Linked DNA regions of Mus musculus: region 1 is linked to region 2. Evidence: chromatin contacts called from public promoter capture Hi-C data. All regions are on one chromosome and are shown on one strand. Each heading gives the region's core, a stretch centred on a gene start, on an enhancer-like site or on the middle of the called end of the contact. The rest is flanking DNA. Distances are from core to core; before and after follow the strand shown. Region 1 holds the start of Zfp493 (zinc finger protein 493). Region 2 holds the start of Habp4 (hyaluronic acid binding protein 4).

What was found. Promoter capture Hi-C pulls out the DNA fragments that hold promoters and counts their contacts.
Region 1: a contact with region 2 is called in a promoter capture Hi-C map of embryonic stem cells. The contact joins the promoter of Zfp493 here to the promoter of Habp4 in region 2. A contact is called at or near these places in 2 of 39 promoter capture datasets (embryonic stem cells and maxillary cranial neural crest).

The regions. Positions count from the first base shown.
Region 1 is chr13:67,774,130-67,781,445 of GRCm38.p6, forward strand. Zfp493 (zinc finger protein 493) reads left to right here and starts at 5,564. Exons shown (of 4, transcript NM_028402.2): 1 at 5,564-5,690. The coding sequence starts at 5,685.
Region 2 is chr13:64,158,108-64,164,852 of GRCm38.p6, forward strand. Habp4 (hyaluronic acid binding protein 4) reads left to right here and starts at 3,759. Exons shown (of 8, transcript NM_019986.3): 1 at 3,759-4,227. The coding sequence starts at 3,879.

The DNA.
Region 1 (7,316 bases), core at 4,314-6,813, 3.6 Mb after region 2:
TGTATGATACACCACAAAAATCATGGTGAGGGCACTCATCAACACATGATACACACAGTCACGAATGTGAAATGTGAAGGAAACAGATTTGATGCAATGCCTGTGGCTCTCTTCTGGGGATCTAGACTTGTACAGCATTCAGATTGATGCAAATGATAGTGTAACAAAGTACATGATATGGAGCAGCAGAAGGGTAGGACAAGGAGAGAATTCATAGAGAAAACATATATCTGAAGAATTTAATAATCAGCAAGTATAGCAATAGCAATATTTTTTAATATTTAAAATACACTAGGTATCACTCTGCTCTTATTTTCATTTACATCTTCTACTTTTTTCCTCAAACAGATACTGATGTGCTTGCAATATTGCTAACGACTATTTGACACCTATGCCTCAGAGTGCTGTAGCTAAGAATTGTAACTGCTAATACTATGATTTTCTTATTTCAAAGTTTTCTGTAATTCACAATTTCTGTTTCCCATACATTATTGAGCAAAGTAACAAAATAACGTATGAGAGTAATATTATTTGTCCTGTTTATTAAAGCATGAAAAATGTTAAGAATTCACATGTGTTAATTAAACTATTTATTTGTTTACTTGAACCGCTTTACCCTCTTGCCTCTCCTCCCAGTCCTTCCCACCCATCTCCCCCTTTCCACCCATTCCTCCTCACTTTCTCATCAGCAAAAGGGAGGCCTCCCATGGAAATCAACAAGGTTTGGCATATCAACTTGCAGTAAGACTAGGCTCATCTCCTATTGAGGCTAGACGGGCAGCCCAGGAGAGGGAAAGGGTCCCAAAGGGAAAAGAATAAGAGACAGACCCTGTTCCCACTTTAGGAGTCCCATATGAAGACCAAGCTACACAACTATTACACATGTGCAGAACATGGGATAAACATCACATACACCAGTCTTCCCCACAGGTCTCCCTCTGTCCCTGGAACTTGAACTGAAGTCAACTAAAACAAGAATACTGTCCATCCATAAGTACAGAAGGGACCAGATCTCCCCTTGCCTAAATGTATTGAGAAATAACAGCTCCGCAGCTAAAAACAGGCTTCCAGAGCAAAGCTGACACTTGAGCTCCAACACTACCTCTGGCCAATGATAAATCAGAAACCCACCCAGGCAACCCTTTATCTTCCAAGCTTCTCCATTCCTGAAGCACCAAGCCTGATCTCCCAAAAGCACAAGGAGGATTAAGGCAGCAAGATGCCTTTTATGAGGTTCCTAGCATTAACCTCATAGCCTTTCCCCCATCTCTGACCTGCATGCAGATGGGGCCCAGGCTAGCTCAGCACAACACCTCCAAAAGGTTTACATTAACCCCCTCCTCTGCTCCCTTCATGCCCGGATTACACCACGCCCTGCACACTTTCTTCAGCCTGCTAAGGTTACACTGCCCCCTTGACCAACCTCTGTTTCAGAGCTGCATGCGACAGCGAGCACGGGGGGGGGGGGGGGGGGGGAACTCCTGTCGGAACTGCTGAAGGACTCACATGTGCTTACCAAAAACTGAATGGCTGTTTCCAGAGTAGATCCTTGGGTCATCAGAGTCAGGGAGACTACATTTCCCAGCAATAGCCACCACAGCTCTTAAACAGAGAGACTGTCCTACAGGGTCTAATCATTTGGACAGGTTTGTAATAGAGCATTCACATGACCTGAAAGTTTGGGTTAGAACTGTCCCGTCCAGCAGAACTTAGTTATTCCGTAGGTCGAGGAGGCCCGGGGCCTGCAAGAGAAATGAGCGGAGAAAGGGAAGCGAGACCAAGCAGAAAATTGTCAAGGTCTGTTTAATGAAGGCAAAGAGCCAGGTTATAAGCACACAATGAGAAAAAATTGGGGAGGGGTCGAGGGGGTATAATAAAACACAGAGAACGGGATGGACATCTGGGGCGGATGCTGATTACAGGACTCTTGCAACTTAACTTGGAATGTCGGCCCTAAAACTGTCCTGGGCGGCCTTCAAACATTCTGCAATTTATCTTGGAGTGCCAGCCCTGACCTCACAGTCCCAGGAAGCCATCAAACTTCTTGTAGCTATCTTGGAGTGCCATAAACAGTCCCAGGCACCAAACGGAGACATGGTGGAGGAGGTGAAGCTGCCTTAATCTAAGCAGTTCTAGGCGCCAAGTGAAGGAGGGAGTGAAGCTGGCAGGCTCAGGTGCCAGGTGGAGGCAATGAAAGAGGGGGTGACATAATTCCCTTCAAAGGGTCAGCCGGATCTTTAGGGTGAGAGTAATTGCGGGACCTAGTTTCCCACGGTTTGGTCTCTCACATAGAACCTCTTTTGTAATGTTTTTTTGTTTTGTGGACAAACAGATGAAAAGGTTTGAGATGTCTGGAAATTCTAGACGTGCAGCTGAAGTAAGATTTGTTTTTAAAGCCATGGATGTTGTTTGTTTTAGTCTTAGGCTAGGTTAGGGACACAGTGCCCCATTTTGTGCTGGTGTATAGTGGCCTTGCTCTTTCCACAACCTCTGGTATCTAGAGGCAGTAATGCATGGCTACACCTAGGAACTCTGGAACCTGTCTCTCATTCTTTGGAGCTGGGATCTGAAGGATTACAGCAATCCTGCTCTAGAAAAGGCTCCTTTTGCCTCCTGTCAGCTGATAGCCAAATGGGTAACCTCTGATATGTAACATTGGGCTAAGCCAACATTCTGTAGCCCAAGGTCTGTAACTCTTGTAGCAATCCCTCAGTGGCTCTTTTTATAATTTAGTTTAGTTTTAGAGGCTATAGAAGGTCATTTGCAAATTGGAAGAGTGTGGTCCTTGGAAACCTATAACACAAGGGCAGGAAGTCACCACTTAGTGGCTCTTCATACAAGGTCAGAGAATTTTTAAATCCCTGGGGATGCCTAGTTCAGCTAAGTTGCCCACTGTAACCTTCCTCTGGGTCTGTCTATTTAAAATAAAAAATAAAAATAAGATAAATACATTCTTACTTCAAGGAGGAATAACTGGGACACAGGTAAAAAAAATCTTAAAGCAAAACAAAGCTTCAAAAATTTTAAATATGTCAACATCTAATTATCTGGGATTCACTTATCTTCTGGGATCCTCCAAGGGGCATGGGTCACTTCTCTGGCTCCATTCTCTGCAGCACACAGAGCTTGTCTTCCACACTTGGGCTAGCTAGCTCTACTCCACACCTACTGCTGTTCTTGATGGTCATCCTTTTTTTTTTTTTAATTTTTTATTAGGTATTTAGCTCATTTACATTTCCAATGCTATACCAAAAGTCCCCCATACCCACGCACCCCCACTCCCCTACCCACCCACTCCCCCTTTTTGGCCCTGGCGTTCCCCTGTACTGGGGCATATAAAGTTTGCGTGTCCAATGGGCCTCTCTTTCCAGTGATGGCCGACTAGGCCACTTGATGGTCATCCTATGGTACAGGCATATCCAAAATGATGTGGTCTTCTGCTGCACGGACTCTTCCTTCTGATAGTGCTTTGTGCTTTGGTTTCTGACATGATGCTCCCAGGAATAAATATTCCTGCTAGGAGTTAGGAGGACTCAATACTCTGTAATGCCAATCTGGCTTTTTCCAATGAACTCACTTGATAGTCCTAGGAAGCTATTTCTGATAGCCTTGCATCCAGGGAAGAATCGTTCCTCTGTCCTGATTTGGAGGAACTGAGGGAAGTTTGAGGCATATGCTCTTGACTTTCTAACCATTGTCATATAGGAATAATTTCAGGATCCGAAAAGAAAGGAAACTGATGATGGCAGATCAAGCAAGCCTCTGCATGGGGAATTCCAATCGATGATGGAACAGGAGTCATTGCACACACAGTATGATCCCTGGAACTGTGTCCCTCCACTTGGGAGAGGAGCAGGGGAAGTAAGCATGAGCTCCTAGCACACCTGCTAGTGAATACTGTTGGGTTTGGGGTGGAAGCTGAGAAAACTCACTTCAGATATGAAAACTTAAAAAATGAAGCTTTATTTTCAGAGCCTCGAGGAGGCAGTCACTTTGGAATCTGAACTGCCTCCCAAAGGGAGTTTGAACAACATTTTTAAAGGATGGGAACACAAAACAGGGGGGACCAGGGGAGGGGAGCTGCACTTTTAACCAATTGTATTTTGACATTATGGGTTAAACAAAGGAGTACCATTGGAGACTGGGCGGTATCCAGGGCACTTGGCTTCAAGGTCCTTAATTCGTTCTCCTAGACATTAGGTCTGGAGTGGTTAGGAGCTTAGAGTGCTAAGGAGACAAAGGACTGGGTCAGCTGTATGTAGTATATATGTGTGTGTGTAAAACCATGGTTTAAATAATAGCAATCTCTCTCTCTCTACACACACACACACACACACACACACAGCTGTTAACAAATTAAGAAAACATTTGGAAAAGTGAGTGATAGCTGTTCTTTACGGGCCTGGGAACATGAACTTGTATGACCCTGCCAGCAAGATGGAGAAGTTGCCCTTGAGATGGCTGGACTCAGACAACTGTTTAAAACAGAAGCTATTCAGCTATACGGAAGTCCCCAGCTCCCCTAGGGCCTGGAACTATGAATTTAGTTTCTCTCTAGAATTTAATGAAATCTGAAAGTGAAATCGTCATAGTACTTAGAATACGTTTCTTTTCTTGTCCCCAACAATACTTGCCTGCATTCATGAAAAACCAGGTAGAAGAGGATGAAGCTCTTGTATAGCACAAATTAGTGGATGAACATGTGTGCACTCTACTTACAGACAGACCAAAAAAAGATCCTGAGATAAATTCAGGATTTCTTCGTAAGTTAACATCAGAGAGCTGGATGTTTAACTTTGTCCAATGATTTAAAACAGCTGTGTCCCTGATCCATGCCCTTCACTGTATGGAAGTTTCCAGTGTTCACATGAAAACGTTATCCAGTTGTGGAGTCTTATCCATGTATGGCTCACACAGGTGAACAAGGAGTAGTTATGCATATGTAATGCTTGGTATTAAGCCAAGCCTCCACTGTAGTCAAGGGCTTTACCCCTTGCTCCCTAACCCTACTTGTACATTGTATTTTGAAACAAGGTCTCTTTATTTGGCCCAGGTTAGCCTTGGATTTGGGATCCTCCTGTCTTAAGTTCCTGAGCAGTTCGACTACAAGGAAGGTCACATATAGTTATTTTATAGTAATATTGAATCAGTGTGAACTTTACATGTAGAAGATTCCATAATAAGTACACTTTTGAGTTTAAATCGCAACATATTGAACAGAAATAAGTTGCAAACCTATTAAAGGTTACTGCCAAAGGCTCAATTTACATTTAAACGTGTCCTGTACTGAATTCAGCATTTCCCCCCCCTCTCTGTGTAGCCCTGGCTGTCCTGGAACTCACTCCATAGACCAGGCTAGCCTCGAACTCAGAGCCTGTCTCTGCCTCCCAAGTGCTGGGATTAAAAGCTAGCGCCGCCACCACTGCCCGGTTTAAATTTAGCATTTTAAAAGCCAACTGGCTCCCTGTGGTTGTACCAGGACACAAACTGACTGCTTCCTCCCAACCCCTTACACTCTAAGGGATTTCTTTCGCATAGAGTTGTGGGAAATGTAGTCTTGCCCATATGACGTCACAAGGAGCCAGTCAGGAAACCACGTTTCTACTCTCGGTCTGCATAGTTGCATCTTTCCCAAAGTTGAGCAAGAAAAAGGTCTTGCTCAGTACTCGGTTTGCATCTCTCACATGGAGGTTCGTCCAGGGTGCAACGCTGCCCTGCAGGCGTGAGGGTCCGCGTGGTGATGGGTCCGGAATGGATGGCGAGGGTTTGTGGATGGGAGGTGGGAAGAAGCGGACTTGGGGGTGCTGTGCTGACCTAGGCTGGACCAACCCCACGTTGGATCCAGGTCAGAGCTGCGGAAAGGGCAATGGGGTCGGCTCTGAGAGTGACCGTTTTGCTTGCACGAGGCTACTGCTGGAGTCCACCCTGCGCAGGAGAGCTGGCTCAGGACCCAGGAGTGAGAACTGCTGGAAGTCCTGGCAGGTTTCACCCTGACTGGTGTCTGATGACAGCCTGAGGCTATGACTGGGAGCGCACTCTCCTGCTTGGCTGGGGAAACTCTGCTCTCTAGCTGACTCAGGCTCACATGGTTGTAGTCAGATTTCTCAGGAAATCTAGAACCAACTGGGTGTGTGGTGCTTTCTTTACTTTATAGCTGGCCCAGGACTCTTGGAGTTGACAAAAGTTCATAACCTTGTTTATTTGCAAGTGAAGGGAGTTTTGGGAGGGCGGTTGGTGTTTGGAATGTTGGTTCCATTTTCTTGGTAATGAACTGTTAGATTTATGAACTATTTTGAATAGAAGTCCTTCGCGATCACTGTTGTGACGTCAACCCCAAGACTAACACTCCTATATGAATGAGGGCAGAATAGTCCCTTAAAGGGAAAGATTTGAGTTTTGTGTCAACCAAGTAGTTCACTCTGTAGTGTAGAGTGAAAAGTACTAGAAAATAATAGATCAGCCAGTACCTTCGGAGACTGCGTTTGGACTCCTTTTCAAAATGGAGAAACAAATTGGTGTGAGAATAGGCGTGGGTACAGGGCTGTTGGTTACAGGTGAGAGGGGGCTGAAATGTCTCTGGGGGAGGAAATAATACTGCATCCTAAGAGGTCGGTCTTCATCGCTCTTTAATGGCCAGCTGTTCTGTCTTTGCATATCATCTGCAGTGTCTAAACTCACCTAAACCAACTCTTATCGAAGAATGTGGCATCTAGGTTCCCTAACCCTCCCCAAACAGTTCTAGACAAACTCACCCAAGTACTTACAGTGTGTCAGAGAGACAAAAAGATGGAATTGAGGAGCTCTGATCACTCAGGGCCCTGTGACTGGCACCTTGTAAGCACCTTAATGAAGCCAGCCTTGAACTCCTAATCCTCCTGCCTCTACCTCCCAAGGACTAGGATTATTGGTTTGTGCCACATTGACATGGCAGGACCTACAAGGTCAGAGGATATCTTCTGGGAGTCATTCTCCCTTTCCACCATGTGAGTTCTGGGTATTGAACTCTGTTATTAACTGACAGAGTTTCTGGCAGTCCGTATTTACCCATTCAGGTATCTCTCCAGCCCTATTCATGGCTATTGTAACATTTTTATTTGAAAGTATTACTAAGGAAGACAAATATTGCCTCTGCTGGAAACCTTCACATTGAGTGTTAGCTGTCAAAATGTTTGACTTTCAGCTGCTGAAAAGCTTCAAACTCAAGTGAGGGGATCTCTCTTCCCAGATCTTAACTTCTCCTGTCTTTCTATTCTACTTCATTTACATGTAGTCAGTAGAAGACAACCATACTATGCAGCAGACTCCAGGATACAGGA
Region 2 (6,745 bases), core at 2,509-5,008:
CTGGACAAAGGTATTTTCCAAAGTGGAGGAAAGGGGTCAAAAAGGAGATATTAATGATGGTGTGCAAAATTTTAAGGTTGCTAAATGGAATTCTACATTTACAATAGGAGACTTGGAGGCTGAAGGGTTGACTTAGTGGTAAAGAGCACATGTCACCCTTGCTGAGGACCCTAGTTTGGTACCCAACACCCACATAATGACTCACACTAGCCATGACTCTAGTTCCAAAGGATCCTACACCCTCTTCTTACTCCATGGGCACCAAGCACTCACATGGTATACATACATACATATGCAGGCAAAAACTCATACACAAAAAATTTAAATCTAAAAAAAAAATTAAACAGGAGACTTTTGTAATATAGAAATTATACCACCCCTTAGAAACCACTAATTTACTTTCTGTCTGTATGAACTTTATAATTGATATTTCCCACAAATGTACTCATTGCCTTTTGGTATATTGTATCTGGGCTCCTTTTATTTAGTATGATGTTACAGAAATGCAGCTGGATAAATAGCTCTATAATAAGAGTACTTACTGTTCTTGGTAAAAACAAAAACAAAAACAAAAACAAAAAACAAAAAAACAAACAAAAATCTCCCAGAGTTTTATTTCCCATACCCACAAGCAGGTGACTCACAACAGCCTGTAACTTCAGGCCCAAAGGATCCAAAACCCTCTTCTGGCTTTTGCAAGCACACAGATGCACGCGCACACACATAAATCTTTAAAAGTTCTACCCATCACTTGCTAAGTGTTAGCTTCCAAATTTGGGCTATAATTAATAATGCCACTGTCTCATGCCTATAGGTTGTTATTTACATATGAAGTACAGGTGCATATGTTTTCACTTTTGACTCCCTTTCTCCATGATTCTATTGAATTTTGAAATCTAAATTCAGCCTCCAACATGTCTACATGAAGCAGAAGGCCATATGGAAGCTATGAAGTTTAATTTGGGGGTGGGTGGAATTGTACTGCTTTTTTTTTCCTAGTCCTCACACCACTTTATATCCCACCAATGATCTATGCTGGTCCCGTCCCAGACTCTTCACATCCTTACTAATATATGCTTTATATATATCCTTCAAAAAAAAAATGACCGTCATCCCAGGGATCCTCTAACCAAGCTGTATAGGGAGACTAGCAATATTGGCGAGTTCTAGGTTTGAGTGAGACGCTCTATTTCAATAAATAAGTTGTAAGAGGAATTGAGTTTAAGTCCTGACATCAAACTTCAACCTCCACAGGCATTTGCCCACAGGTGCACACACATCCATACACATGTGCTGAAACATTTAGCCACACACACTAAACATATGAAAATGGGGAAAAATACAATGGAGAAGTAGGAAAGGTATCCTTAAAAGTGTGTCAGACCGTCACACACAGTTTTCATTTCCATTTTCCTTACAGCGTATGCCATTGAACACCTTTTCCTGTGTTTTTATCCATTTATAAACATATAGAATACTGATACTGAAACCCCCTAGTTTTAGTTGTTTTTTTAAATTTAATTTCATGTATTCTAAATACTAACCCCAGTATAAAAGATTTTCAAATATTTTCTTCCACTCTACAGGTTGTCTTTAGATTTCTTCAACAGTTTCCTTTGTTGACTGGATCCTAAATTTGATAAAGTGTAATTTTGCTTGTACCTTTGATGTCATATTTGCAAAATTATCTCCTTTCTACAGTTTTGGTCTCTGAAAATCAATCATCAGTAATAAAAACCAAGTCTCTTTGGAGAAATAGCTGATGCCAAGACCAGTCCAGGAAATGTGCAAGATCTGCCAGAAGTAAATAATTATTGTTACTTACACACACACACACACACACACACACACACACACTCACATGTATACAAAGCCTTCATTATGTATCAGAGCAACATAGGAGACAATGAAGAAGCTCTTGTGTCTACAGTGACATGAGCAACAGAATAATGTAGCACTGGATTGCATTCACAGTATAAAGTAAATGCCTTGAATGTACACTATGTAACAAATCACTGGATACATTAGTATGAAAGAAGAAACTCCTAACTTGCTTTCTGTTACAGCTGGAAATTTGTTTCTCAGCTGGTAGTGCTGTCTGGAGAGACTATGGGGTCTTTAGGGGAGGTCCTCAATGTAGGGTATGTTACCCCTGTCTGATTCCTGTTTTGCTCTCTGCTTCACAGTCCACCATGATGAGAACAGCTTTCACCTCAGCCGGGCTCCCAATATGAACTGGGAGCTTCACCATGTCTTCTTGCCAAGGTGGACTAAATTCCTCTGATACTGGGCACCAGATAAATCTTTGCCTCGTAAGTTGTTGATGACGGGATCCTAAGTTTGATAAAGTGCAATTTTGCTTGTGCCTTTGATGTCATATTTGCAAAATTATGGTATTGTGGGTGCAGCAATGCGAAGGTAACTAAAACTATCCCTATCCCTGACATCATCTAAGCTTTCTTCACACAATGGTCCAAGGTTCACCTGTTTTGTAGTGTGTGCTAACACTTGTTCTTTTTCTGCCCTCCCCCCACCCCATCCTAGCTTCTGTTGTAGCACATCTTATTCATCCATCACCCAGTTAATGGGCATTTGGACTGCTTCTTCCTCCCGGCTATTGTGAATAGCACCTCTGAGAATAATACGAGTTTTCATCTGAATACCTATTTCCAATTTTGGCTAGAAAAATACAGGCTCTAATCTTTAATTCAAAGAAAGAAGTGGCCACCTATCTTAAAATCTCTAGCCATCTGACAATTTACTGAGAACCCCTGAGGTCCCTGAATGGCAAGCCCAGGAAATTACAATTTGAGACAAAAATCACTTTTGATTTCTTTGCACAGAGAAGTTGGACAACAGTAAAACTCAGACCTTTTTTAACACCTGTATTTAATTATTCCTTTCACATGTTCTATGAAGTAAAACATATGTTCTATGAAGTAAAACTGCTTGTGATAGGGAGGGAACCAGCAGGCAGGGATGGCATCATGGAGAAGGGCAATGTGGAGACAGTTTTGAACAAAGTGTAATGACATAAACATGTATATATACACACACATATAAACACACAAACATACCATAAGAACCATTACTTTGAATGCTAACTTACAAAATTAATTTTCAGGAGAGTGATGGCTCAGAGAGCAAAGGCACTCGCCAGCAAGCATGACATCTAATTTGGAGTTTCATTCCCCAGAAGCCAGGCCTTAACTGAATGTCTCAAAAGAAAAACAACCGCTATCTAAACCTCACCCTGTCCGCTCCCGCACTCATCACAACATCACAGTGGGTCTGGGGTTGTTTCTTTGCACTTGAATGGGTTGTTTTGGTCTCTTGTTCCTGTCACACCTCTTGAAACGCAAGTCTCTCCAGGCTTCTTGAATGGGTCAGCACCCAGCTGAGGACGCTGCCTCTCCTCTAGGCACTTTCCCTCAGTTTACAGCTCTCCCCCAGACACGCAAGCCCTTAAAGGCTCTTGACTAGGTCATTTTGGTGAAGTGTGGCGGTGTGCAACCAGGCTCCCCACTGGCGCACACCGGCGAGAGAAGGCTTGCAGCCTCCCTGAGTTTCTGGTGGTAGCTCCGCCCAAGCCCCATACCACCACGCCCACAGGCTATAGAGTGGGAGGGGATAAAGTGGGGCGTGACGTCACAGACACCGGTCTCCCATTGGGTCTTCGTGCGCCCCGGGGCCGAAGGGCGTGTCCACCAGCGCTCATTGGCTGGGGCGCGCAGGCCGGGAGGAGCCGACCGCGGGGCCGAGAGTGCGGCGGCGGCGGCGGCGGCGGCGGCAGCAGCAGCAGCAGCATGGGTCCTCGCCCGCGGCTTCGCTGAACCTCACTGGCCTGGGCTGCCCGCGGCGCCCGCAGCGGCGGCGTCATGAAGGGGGCCCTGGGGAGCCCTGTAGCCGCCGCGGGCGCCGCGATGCAGGAGACGTTCGGCTGCGTCGTGGCCAACCGCTTCCATCAGCTGCTGGACGACGAGTCGGACCCGTTCGACATCCTGCGGGAGGCCGAGCACCGGCGCCAGCAGCAGCTGCAGCGCAAGCGTCGCGATGAGGCGGCGGCGGCGGCCAGCGGGGCCGGGCACCGTGGCGGCAGGAGCCCGGCTGTGGCCTCAGGACACAGGCCTGGCGCAGGCGGCCGCAGGGAGTCGCAGAAGGAGCGCAAGAGCCTCGCGGCGTCCGGCGCACAGCAGCCAGACAGCCCTGGGGGCCCGCAGCCGCCAGGTACGCCGTGGGCACCGAGGTCACCCCTGCAGCCGCTAGCTCCAGTCGCGGGGACCGATCCCGGACGCGTGGGCGGATCAGAGCTGGGAGTCCTTATGGGCGCAGGACCCGGGGTCATCCTTTCAGGGGCCACCCTTGAAGATAATAATCCTCTCGGGGTCACGTTTCCAGGGATCACTCTAGGGAGCCACTTTTGAGGGATCATGACCCTCCAGGGCCATCCTCCTGGGTGGTCATTTTCCCTGGTCACCCTATCTCAGTGGAAGGGTCAGGGTTTCACTCTCGGTGGGCTCATCCCAGATGGGGGACAGTGAGCAGAGCCGTGAATCTTGGTGGACAGAGGGCCTTTGGTCATTCTCCCTGGGTCCCAATCCACGAGGGGTTGGGAATCACCCTCTCTCCGGGGCTGGGGGTCGTCCCTATCCATCCGTTACGGGTGGGCCGAGCTGGAGGTTCTTGATGGGCAAAAAGGCATAGTATGACTCTTCCGGGGTCACCCTCCTGACATTCCTGGTTTCGTGGAGGAGCTGGGACTGACAGCCTGAGAGTTGCGCAGCTGGGATTCTCACATCTGCAGCTGGCTGCATCCTTCATCTTCCCTCCCGGCCTCTGCGGGACTCAGCTCTGTAGGCGATGCACTGCTGAAACCTTCAGGGATCCCAGATTCTGGGCCTCGAAATCCTGGGAGGCCTGGGTACCCTTACGTGTGGGAGCCCCCGGAAGGCAGACTTGAGCCCAGGGTGAGTTGGGGTGGGCTTGAGGTTCCGGCTCCTCTGCGCCTTAGCTCTTTTCTCCATCCTCATATGGTAGCCTCTAGGTGTTAGCTGACATCGATTGCAGGTGGAACAAATAGTGTATGTGGGACTTGTTATTTGTGATTGATTGAATACTGTTTTTTCTAGAAGCGGCTTTAGCCTTTGCAAGCGGAATGCTCAAAGTTACCCTTTCTGCTTAATCAGAAGGGGTCAGCCCTCCGCTGGGTGTACTGTCTGCGTGGGAGGCTGCTTCAGACTTCGTGGCTGTCACCTGAGCTGCGTCAAGGCTTTTGCAGCCAAGCTCTCACCAAATGAACGCCCGGTTTTCCCGTATTAAGTTTATATCCCTAAGATTGGCAAGAAGGGGTATTGAGATTAGAGGGTAGTTTGACCACGAGGTAGGCAGATGTTCATGTGGGCATTATTGCCTAGTTCTTACTTGAGAAAACTGTCCGTTCCACCTCTGGCTTCACATTTGAGGCTTTCGCTGGTACAGCTAGGTAATGTTTACCTTTATCTGTGAAGTTAATTTGAGACATTGGTTGAGATTCAGAAAATCATTAATGAAGATGGATACCTCAGTAAATTTAGGACTCCTTTTAAAATGGAAATGCACCATACAGTATATTTTGTATTGAGTTTCTCTTAAGTGTATTTAGGAAAATGGGAAGGGAAGGAATTGAGAAAGATCAAATAAAATTTTTTTACTATTTACTTTTTTTTTTTTAACCAAGTGAAGATATACTAGCCTTTGGAAGTGTACCAGTTACTACTGTTAGAGTGTTGTTGGTTTGTTTGATTGGTTGTTTTGTTTTGTTTTGTTTTTGAGAAAGGCTTTCTCTGTGCTGTTCTGGGACTTTGTAGACCAATCTTTCCCCTAACCCACAGAGATATTCCTAGATTTGTCTTCCAAATGCTGAGATTAAAGGTGTGCACCGAAATGTTACTTTTTAGCCTTGTTAAAATAAAAATATTTTTTGTTATAATGAACCCAGGGTTTTATTTATTTTGCGCAAGTGATCTTCTATGAGCTTGAACCCCCAGGTCTTGTTACTGAAATTTCCAGCAATCTCAAAAAAACCGAATGAAGTTAGCAGAAGGGCCCTTTATTTTTCTTATGATTAACGCTATGCATTTATATACATATATTTATGTAATGACAGCACAGTGTGGGGCTGGGGAGATAGATCAATCAGAAAACGTTTGTCTTGAAAACGTGAGGATCTGAGATTCTTGCCTGAATCCACGAGCCCCAGTTCCAGAGAGAGACACTGTCTCAGAAAGTAAGGTGGGCTGTTCAGAGGTGAACACTCAGGGTTTCCCTCTGGCTTCTGGACTCAAAGGCACACTTGCACATGTATACATGCATGTACACAGCTACAGTGCTCTCTCTCTCTCTCTCTCTCTCTCTCTCTCTTTCTTTCTTTCTTTCTTTCTTTCTTTCTTTCTTTCTTTCTTTCTTTCTTTCGCAACATACTCTACTTGGTATTGTAAGCTACTATACTTCGAACTTTTGAGACCAAGTTGATGTTAGAATTTTGTAACAAGATTTCTTTTTTCAAATGTACATGAATTTAACACCTGTAGCTCCTGTTCTAAATATATCTAGTGGGCTACAGAGAGACTCTAGAGGCATTGTGAGCACTAACTGATGTGAAAGACCAGGCTTTTCTGCAGCCAGGAAAAAATTAAACATTGCATGTCCTGAGTGAACGTGTAGTGTAGGCAAATATCTTGCACATTTGCTGTGTAACAGAAACAGT